Linked DNA regions of Gossypium hirsutum: region 2 is linked to region 1. A link is a contact called in public Hi-C data. All regions are on one chromosome and are shown on one strand. The core of a region is the stretch at or near the end of the contact, and the rest is flanking DNA. Distances in the headings are between cores, read along the strand shown. Region 1 holds the start of LOC107896602 (DNA replication complex GINS protein SLD5). Region 2 has its middle 14 kb from the start of LOC121208701.

Evidence for each region. A called contact is a pair of places that touch in the nucleus more often than the background predicts.
Region 2: a Hi-C map of leaf shows a contact between it and region 1, with 2.2 times the contacts expected there. The contact joins the enhancer-like site here to the promoter of LOC107896602 in region 1. A contact is called at or near these places in 18 of 34 Hi-C or Micro-C datasets (anther, callus, cotyledon and 5 more).

What each region holds. Positions count from the first base shown.
Region 1 is chrA10:101,642,611-101,647,446 of Gossypium_hirsutum_v2.1, reverse strand. It overlaps LOC107896602 (DNA replication complex GINS protein SLD5), which reads left to right and starts at 2,157. Exons shown (of 6, transcript XM_016821805.2): 1 at 2,157-2,487; 2 at 2,926-3,048; 3 at 3,261-3,343; 4 at 3,481-3,590; 5 at 4,106-4,208; 6 at 4,314-4,612. The coding sequence starts at 2,311. The coding sequence ends at 4,410.
Region 2 is chrA10:101,767,871-101,772,297 of Gossypium_hirsutum_v2.1, reverse strand. It overlaps the pseudogene LOC121208058. Among protein-coding and RNA genes, the nearest start is that of LOC121208701, 14 kb to the right of the region's middle. Within about 2 kb of position 2,842, at least 1 of the 9 cell types and tissues checked has an H3K27ac peak or open chromatin away from gene starts, as enhancers often do. A contact at or near this core is called in leaf, where this site is marked.

The sequences.
Region 1 (4,836 bases), core at 908-3,407:
TGTCTTCTTCTCAGACAAAAGCTCTCCAAAGATTGAAGGAAATTACCCAGGATTTACCTCCACTACAAATCCCTTCAGATGGAGAGAGAATTTTACAGACAGATGCCAGTGATAAATACTGGGGAGCAATCTTGCTTGAAAAAAGAAATGGAAAAAGACAACTCTGTGGATACAAGAGTGGAAGATTCTCAGAAGCAGAAATTCATTACCACTCCACATTCAAGGAGATTCTTGCAGTTAAAAAAGGTATGGCAAAATTCAAATTCCATCTTCTGGGTTATCATTTTCTAGTAGAAATGGATATGTCTTCATTCCCAAAAATGCTCAAATTCAAATAGAAAACTGTCCCTCACCCACAACTCTTAAGATGGGTAGAATGGTTTTCTAAATTCAGTTTTGATGTTAGACATATACCAGGAAAACAAAATGTTCTCGCTGATCTACTTTCCAGACCGAAAGAAAATCCAGAAGTCTTTGCCTATAAAAGAGTTTTTTGGCCTAGATCAATCATGATGTACAGACCCTATTCCTCATCATCAACCTCTCCTACCCCATACACTGTCACTCCCAATCTTCACCCTGAATACCCTTCAGAAGTTTTTTCTCTTGTAGAAAAAAATTGTTTTCATCAGAAAGCTAGAGACATGATGTTTGAGTACTAGATTCAAGTTTTCAAAAATTTTGGGGGACTTATTCTTAAACCTTGGGGAATTCATCCAGATTATCCTTTTATACACCCAATAAGGTTTAAATTTGTTGAACAACCAAATGAATTAAAATGGTTCTTATGGTATTTCACTTATCTTTACCATATTGCCATACAGTTCGACACCCCTGATCTTCTCTACTACTTGAAAAAAGCCATCAGAGGAAACATTGAACCAGAACACCAAAATTTCTTTACTTTCCTTAGTTGGTTCCATCCTTTCCCACAATGGCTCCAGATCATTGAGCAGCATTGCAATCAGAAAAAAGGTAATTATGGAAGTTATATGATTATAATCTTCCATAAGCCTCAATACTTTGTCAAATGTGGAAAAGCAACCCAGCTCAATTCCTTTCCTACTTCATGGATCCATAAATCTCTTGAAAATGAAGTCTTCAAAGATGATGTTCAATATCGGGAATTACAAAAGTTTCTTTGCCAGCTCAACAGGATTATTCCATTTGAGATATGGCCACCTCCAGATATTGATGCACCATGGGACACCTGGCCAAGGACATACACACCTTATCATGAAGCAGTCCTAAAGACTCTCCGTGAATATCATGAAGGAATTCTTGACCCCACAGAATGGTCTCAAGATTACCCGTGGCAATACAGCCAAATCAGTCTTGCTAAGATAGAATTACACGATGAAAAAGAAAAAGGAAAAGATGAAGAAATGACCTGCTGCAGTGAAGATTCCATGGATAGTGCTCAGCTTCCCCATTCAAATGTAAACAGCTGAAAACCACTTGTCCGGAATCTTGCTTTAAATAATTAAAGTATTTTGCTTTATGTCAAATAATGTCTGATATCAGTCCTGTTTTTACTTTATGTACTGTTTACTTTATGCTTTAATGACTGATCCTTATCCAAAGTACTGTTTATTATTTTGTTGTATTACATCTCCTTCAGCTATAAAAGGAGGATGTATTCTCATTGTAAAAACCACAAAGAAGTTTTATAAAAATCCAGTGTGTTTTTCTACTTATGGCTTTCTAAAGTTTTTCCTTTTCTCTGAATCATCTTCTTCTTAGAAAGTTTCAGATGAGTTTATAAAGAGTTTACAATAAAGTATGCTCTGTGCTTGCCATATAATGGATCCTGCACATCAGAAATATTGAAATTCTGATCAACAATACTTATATTGATATGGATAGCATATGTCTCTTGAATTAAGGCTTTGTTGCTAAAAGGCAGTGCCTGTTGAATAACCCGTGTGGATGAAAGGTTTAAGTTTTGGCATAGCATACTTGCAACAATTCCTTCTTTTTTACAATCCCTGTGTTTATCCATACCCGTATTGGTATTAATAATTAATAATTATATATCTAATAGATATAGCCTTTATCAAGAGAGAGATTCCCCTTTGGCTATTCGTTTGAGTGGATAAGACGCCATCAAAGCCGTCCGTTTTTAACCAGGCAATCCAATGGTGTTAGACTCACGAACAAAAGCGTCATGTGCTGGTCTTGGAAACACTCGATCCTTTTCTTTTGCTTTTGGCGGCAACTCCGGTCGCATTTTTTCGTCTAAATTGAAAATTTCTCTGGTTAAGTAGTCATTTTAGATTCGATTCAGAACCCTAGAAAAAGAGAGATAGAATGGCGTCGGGTGCCGGAGACTGGTCGGCGGAACAGATCGATGATTACGAGACGTTAATTTCGACGACCGATGTGGAGCTCTTGAAGAGAGCATGGCGTAATGAGAAAGCGTCTCCTGAGATCCTTCCTTTCGAGGAAGCTCTGGTTAAAAGAGCTAAAGAGCAGATCCAGTTGATGGTACTATTTCTCAATCTCATACATAACCCTCTCTCTCTGTTTGTTTTTGGGGAAATTCTGCATTGACAAATAAAGATTAACCTATAATTATTCTCAATTATACGTTTCTATTTTTTTTTTGTTTGCTTCTATTTACGTTATTTACTGGAATGTCGAAACGTTTTCGATCTGGATTTTTTTTTAATATTTAAGAGAGAAGTTAATCTTAATTGAATACTTGTAGGAACTGATTTTGAGATTAAATTGAAAGTTAACCTATTGTAACATATTAATTAAGGTTTACAATTTTCTCAATAGGTAGAATTTAACTCTATAGTTGCAATTTCAGCTTTAGTGCCCAAAATTTCTCCGGATTTTGAACTCGATGAAAAAAAAATCGAAGTCCTGTCGAAAAATTATTCCTTTTCTTTGAGACTGAATTGGTGCAAAAATTTGCAGGAGGAAACAGTAGACGACTTTGCAGAAAGTGGTCATGATCCTCTCATTGCATCACTGTATCAGATGGACCTGGATAGGGCTCAATTTTTGCTGAGATCTTATCTTCGGGTTCGGCTGCAGAAGGTGGACTTCTAATTCTCCCTGTCTGTTTTCTTTTGGTTTTATCTTCAGCTTGTGTTGTTCCTGGGAAAGCTGAAAAATGATACTATTCTTCGAACGGAGTTTGAGATCAATTGAACCATTCTGGTTCTGCCATTTACTGATTTCTGTATGAATTGCTGCCTGAAATCTCTTATATTTTCTCATTGAATTTCTGGGTCATGATGTTGGTGCAGATTGAGAAATTCATGTTTCATATCTGGAAAATGGATACTTATAGGAACCGGCTTTCAATAGAAGAGGAAAAGTTTACCGAAAGGTAAAAGGCTCTGAGAGTTGAATTATATTTATTAAGTTTATTTGGCAAACTTGGTTTAAAACTCCATATTCTGGGTATAGATGAGCATCTTAATATATCCGAAAAGTTATCTTTAAAATTTGATTTCATGGTTTCAGGTGTATTCGTGATATTGGGAAACATCTTGAAGAAACTGTTCTGTCAAAATTGCCTGATAATTATCAGTCTGTATTAAAGCAGTCGATTATAAGTGAAGAAGATGATATGGGTAATTGAAATGATCTTTTCTCCAACATTTACACTTTCTTGATAAGGCATCACTTTTCCTGTTCAGGTTTCATCTGTACTTTGAAGTTAATGGCTTGTGGTGCTTGGAATGACAAGAACAGGAAATCCTTGGTTATGCCAGTAAACCATGTTATTCCAACCCTTAAATTTTCTTGAAGTATCATGTCCAGTACAGATGGGGAAATGATCTTTGAAATATATAGAAAAAATCAGAAGAAAAAAAAAATATAGTCATGTCAAACAAACACTTGAGTTTGAGTGACATAACTAGAAAGTAATTCATGTGCATGTATTTTGTTTACTGTCATTACATTGCAATTTGTAACTAGTTCTTTTTTAGGTTTACACCTTAACAGGCTTTAGTTTGTTTTTCTTGAGTGATTTCTGTTCAAGTACTTGGAACTTGTGGTTGATTTGAAAACAAAGTCCACTCATTGACTGCAATTTTGTTTACAATTTGCCAATTGATTATTGATTTATGTCTATGATTTTCAGTTCCAGAGCCACAACTAGACACATTTATTGTTGCCAAATGCGAGAGAGCAACAAGGCCTTTGTACCTTGATGGCAGCAGGCAATCTGCAAGCTTTGATAGCAGGCAATTCGCTATTCTCACTTGTTTATAGCTTCTGCTCTTAGAATTAGTAAATGCCATTCCTTTCCAGTTTACTTGCTAACAAAACTATTACCATTCATCTAGCAGGAATGACCACTTTCAAATGGTGCCTGGAGATCTATGCATTTTGCGTTACAGGCCATTTCAAGAGGAACTGATGAGTGGAAATATCAGTTTAGTTTAAGAGCCTACCTAATTTGTAGCAATAGCAGCAATATAAAGACGGTATAAAAAACTGATTCTGACTTTTACAATTTGTAAATACGAATTTGTTCTACATCTAAGATTTCTGGGTACTTGGTAGTTGGTAGTTAGGCACGCTGTTGAAATTTGGAACAAACATGGTGATGAGGATTCTTTGAAATTTAAGCTTCCATGTCTATGCATTTAGATGTTGTTATGTTTATTTTTTGGTCTGATAAAAGTTTAAGTGACGGGGGTTCTCTCACTTGAGGGTCATGACATGCCACTGGATTTATAGAGGGTGAAAGACGTACTTGCCGATCATTCGTCAAACAAGATAAGACTGTTTATTATTAAATTCATTACCAAACTGGATTTATAGAGGGTGAAAGATGTTAGTATGTTTATTTTTTTGTTACAAGACTAT
Region 2 (4,427 bases), core at 1,593-4,092, 120 kb before region 1:
CAATGGCAGAAAGCACAAATCGTTTCAGACAATCCCATACAATATGAGGACCTTCGTAAAGGAAGCATATCACTTGCCCCTTTAGTTTGTTGTTACACTTCTACTTCCCATTATGTAGTTTTCTATTACCATTATTGTCATTGTTATTCTCAACTTGTTATTCTTCATCTCCCCCACCATTGCCCTTATCTTTGGACTTGGAAGACTCGAACTTGTCTTTCCTCGGAATAAGCTCGATTAAGGATTTTGCTACGATTTTGGCTTTGGTAAGTTCTTTAACCCCTCGGCCTTGCAACTTTATCTTTGCCCAAGGCTTTAGCATATCCATAGAAGAGAACAAGGCCTCTTTCTCACCCATATCAGAAATTTGGAGCATGAGTTCACTAAAATACTGCACATATTCCCTAACTAGTCTTTGTTGAATAAGCCGACGAACTTAGCCTGAACCTCAACCTCGGCATAATCTGGTTAAAACTACCCCTTGAATTCACTCTAGAACTCCTCCCAAGTCCTAATGGCAATACCTCATCATCTCTCATTTGTAGACCTACGACGCCATCATAACAAAGTGACGTTAGTAAAATACATGGCAATAGTATTTACCTTAGTTGTATCATCAATAATGCCTTTGGCATTAAACTATTGCTCCATTCCCAATAAGAAGTTGTCCACATCTACCTTGAGCTCCTTAATTTGTTCCTTCAAAACCGATACCATTGCCTTGAAATCATCATTCTTCTTAATCAGCTCACCCACAGCGGCATTGAAAACCCTTTGCGTCGAATCCACATTAGCATTGAAGGCATCTACCACTTGTTCCTTGAGTTGGTCTTGCCTTGATTCTAGCTTTGTGGTACGCCCATCAACTTTCTCAAGGGTCTCCTTCACATCACCCATGGATCCCTCAAGTTTGAAAATTTTGTCTTGTAATGCTAACAACATATCTCTCAAGTTGTTCGCTTTCTTGCCCCTCCCACAGATCTCCATAGACTTAACCTGCTTGTCTACTCCTTTCTACATCTCGAACAACGCCTTTAAACACTAGCTCTAATACCAACTATCACGGGGCTAGAACTTAAGTCTGGCAAACGACGCGATCTTAGGTAATTTCTTTGCTTCAAATCCACCTAAGTCAGTCTAACTCTCGAAAGATGAGAATTCTTACAAAAATTCTCTAAGTCATTGAAAGATAGCGGAAGCAACGAAAAGCAAATGAACAACAGAAGAACTGAAAAGCTACAAGAAAGCAATGCACACAAGGTTTTTTTTAAATGCTTTCAAATATATTCTTTAACTATCAATGGGATGATTATAAATAAGGAGGAAAACCTCTATTTATAGTTGAGTTTCCTCAGATCCAATGGTACGGATCACATTACATCAACGACTGAGATTAGTGCCCATCTACAAGATGAAAGTCCTAAGGAATTTAAACTCTATGCACCTTATCCCTTAGGATTTATAATAATTACTTTGGTAACTCTAGTTTAATTGAAGTGTTTCATTGGACCACCAATGCTTCAAGTAGATGGTCTTCTCCATATATTCCACGAATCAAGCCAATTCAAGTGGACTAAATGAGCTCTATTTGATCAATTGACCTCCATGGGACGTTCCGTGTGCATTTGTCACGGGTCTTGATCCACAGTTCGTGACACTAGGTTATGCTTGATGCTTTATGATTATTGATTTATCAAAATTATTAAAAGAATTGAAGGTTTCTCCATCTTGTTAATCCATATTTAGGGTGTTTTTGCTACCATACTCTTATTTATAAAAAAAGAAATAAATAAATAAATTTTTAGTTTGTTGGTATTTAGTTGAGTAAAAATATATTACATCAATATAAAATAATAATCGAAAAAAAATTAAGGCTCCATTTGATTTCATGTAATAAAGATTATTTTCATTTTATTGGAAAATAAAAAATATTGAAAGAAATTAGTTCAGTTGAAAATTTTTAAAAATAAAAATATGTGAAAATGAAAAAAATACTAAAAAATTGTTTTCATTGTTTCTTACTAAAAATGCTTTGCAAAACTGAAAATTTGATAACACAAAATTTCATTTAAAAAATAAAAAAATATTCTTTTTTTAAAAAAAAATTTAAATATCAATAATTATAATATTTTATTTTATTTTATTTATAGAAAACAGAAACTAACTTTCTTATCATGTTTTCATTTTTTAAAACAAAATTTTCCTTTTTATTTAATTTAAAAGGAAAAAGAAAGGCTTGAGTAGCTTTTTCAGTAAAATGAATTTCTAAATGGCAAGAATAAAATGCATATATTATAAATAAATTAATTATATTTGAAAGGTAAAAGAACATAGATTTGTCAAATCCAAAAATAGTTCATTACTAAATAAACATCTAAAATCCATTTATTTGAAAAATTATCATTCATGTTGCATTTCTAAATAGTTTACAACTATTTTCCACATCCAACTTCTAAAATACAATTTCCCAAATGACATTTTACATATTTTGTCACCTTTCTCACCTCCTCTAGAGTGTTTGGCTCCTTCACCGGCAACACCACAAGAACTGTTTTCTCTCAACTCATGACTCTTTGTTACAATCTTTCCCATTTCCCTTCTTTTCTTTTCTCTTCTTCAATCATTGTCTTCAATTTGCTGCTACTACTAACTTACATAAACGAAAACACAAACTGGGTTTTGATTGTTTTGTAGGGAGATATTTTTCTTGGAATTCCAATGATTTTTGTTTCTCCTTCTTTGGGTGAGAATTGGTATTCTTTGAGTTCAAGTTTTAATGTTGATGGGCCAATGGGGATATTTCATTCATATTGCCCAATATTATAAAGATATTGACAGCTTCGTCTTGCCCGATGAGCCTTATACACCTTATCCCCCCATCTATTACATCATTATTCACTAAGGAGCCCCTCAAGTGGTGAGTTTAATTTGTTTTTATTTTACCATTGTACAAGCCAGATCCAAACTTGTTGCTTGAAAATGAATATCAAGATGAAACTCAAAATCTGATCCATCATCCATAATCACACAACTCACCTCTTTACCCCTCTGCAACGCATTATTGTACACATTTTTAATTTTTTTTATTTGTTTAGTTAGATCAAGTTTTTGTAATTTATTTGTTTAGTTAAAATAACTTTTATTTTTGTTCAATTTGTTACATAAAGCATTAGAAGAAATTACTAATAAATTCAAACAAGTTTATTAACATCACATTTTAAATCAAATCATATAATATTTTACAAACAATAAATTATATTTATTGAATTTAAATTCATAATAGCATTTATGATTGCTTTATGGCCTTTTTGATTAGAGGTGGAGCTAAGAGTGCGTTTGGTTCGCTGTATTGGATTAGAGGTGTATTGGATTAGAGGTGTATTGGAATAGAGGTGTAATAGCAAATCAACTGTTTGGTTGAATGTAATGGAATAGAGGCGTAATAGTAATCTTGTGTTTGGTTGAATGGAATAGAGGTGTAATAGCATAATGGAAAAAACTAAAATGACTAGAATACCCTTAGCATAAATTTATTTTGGTAAATGATTATTGTTTTAATAAGATTATTAATATCAATAATAAATAATTTAATCATATTTAAACATAATTATTATTAAATATATTATAATTAAAATATGTAATTTAATAAAATTCTTAATAATCAATATTCTTATATGAATTTACTCAAATCATAATATATGATACTATAAAATATAAATTAACATAATTATTATTAAATATATTATAATTAAAATATATAATTTAATAAAATTCTTAATAATCAATATTCTTATATGAATTTACTCAAATCATAATTTAATAAAATTCTTAATAATTAATATTTTTATATGAATTTACTCAAATCATAATATATGATACTATAAAAGATAATTTGAAATAATTAATATTAAAATTAACATGTAACTGTTTGTTACTCATTCTTTGTTTCTTATTCTTTTTGTTTTTGATCATGTATCAATCATTTAAACCAAATGCTTGGTTGTATTGGACAGTGTTTTATTACTTTATAAATGCATGATTTTATATACACAAATACATATGTATAGGAAAATTATCTGAATGAATGGTTAATATTTATTCAGCAAAACTTAGTATATACACACATAAATTAAGGTAAGATAATTAACTCGATATCTAGCTTGAGCAGCTCGAGTTTGTCTAAACAATACATCAAAACTTTTTATTTTGAAGCTTATAAACTTAAACAGCTTAAGTGTCTTATTTTTCATTATGCTATAAAGGGAATATAAATAAATACCAGAATTTTGATAAGAAAAATTGCAGCAAGCAAAGCAATATCCTGCTATTAAACTCACTATAAAATATGTAATATAACAAACAAAGATCTCTCAACTGATCTTTAATCTTTTTAATCATTTGTAAATAAAAGAAAAAATTACAAAAAA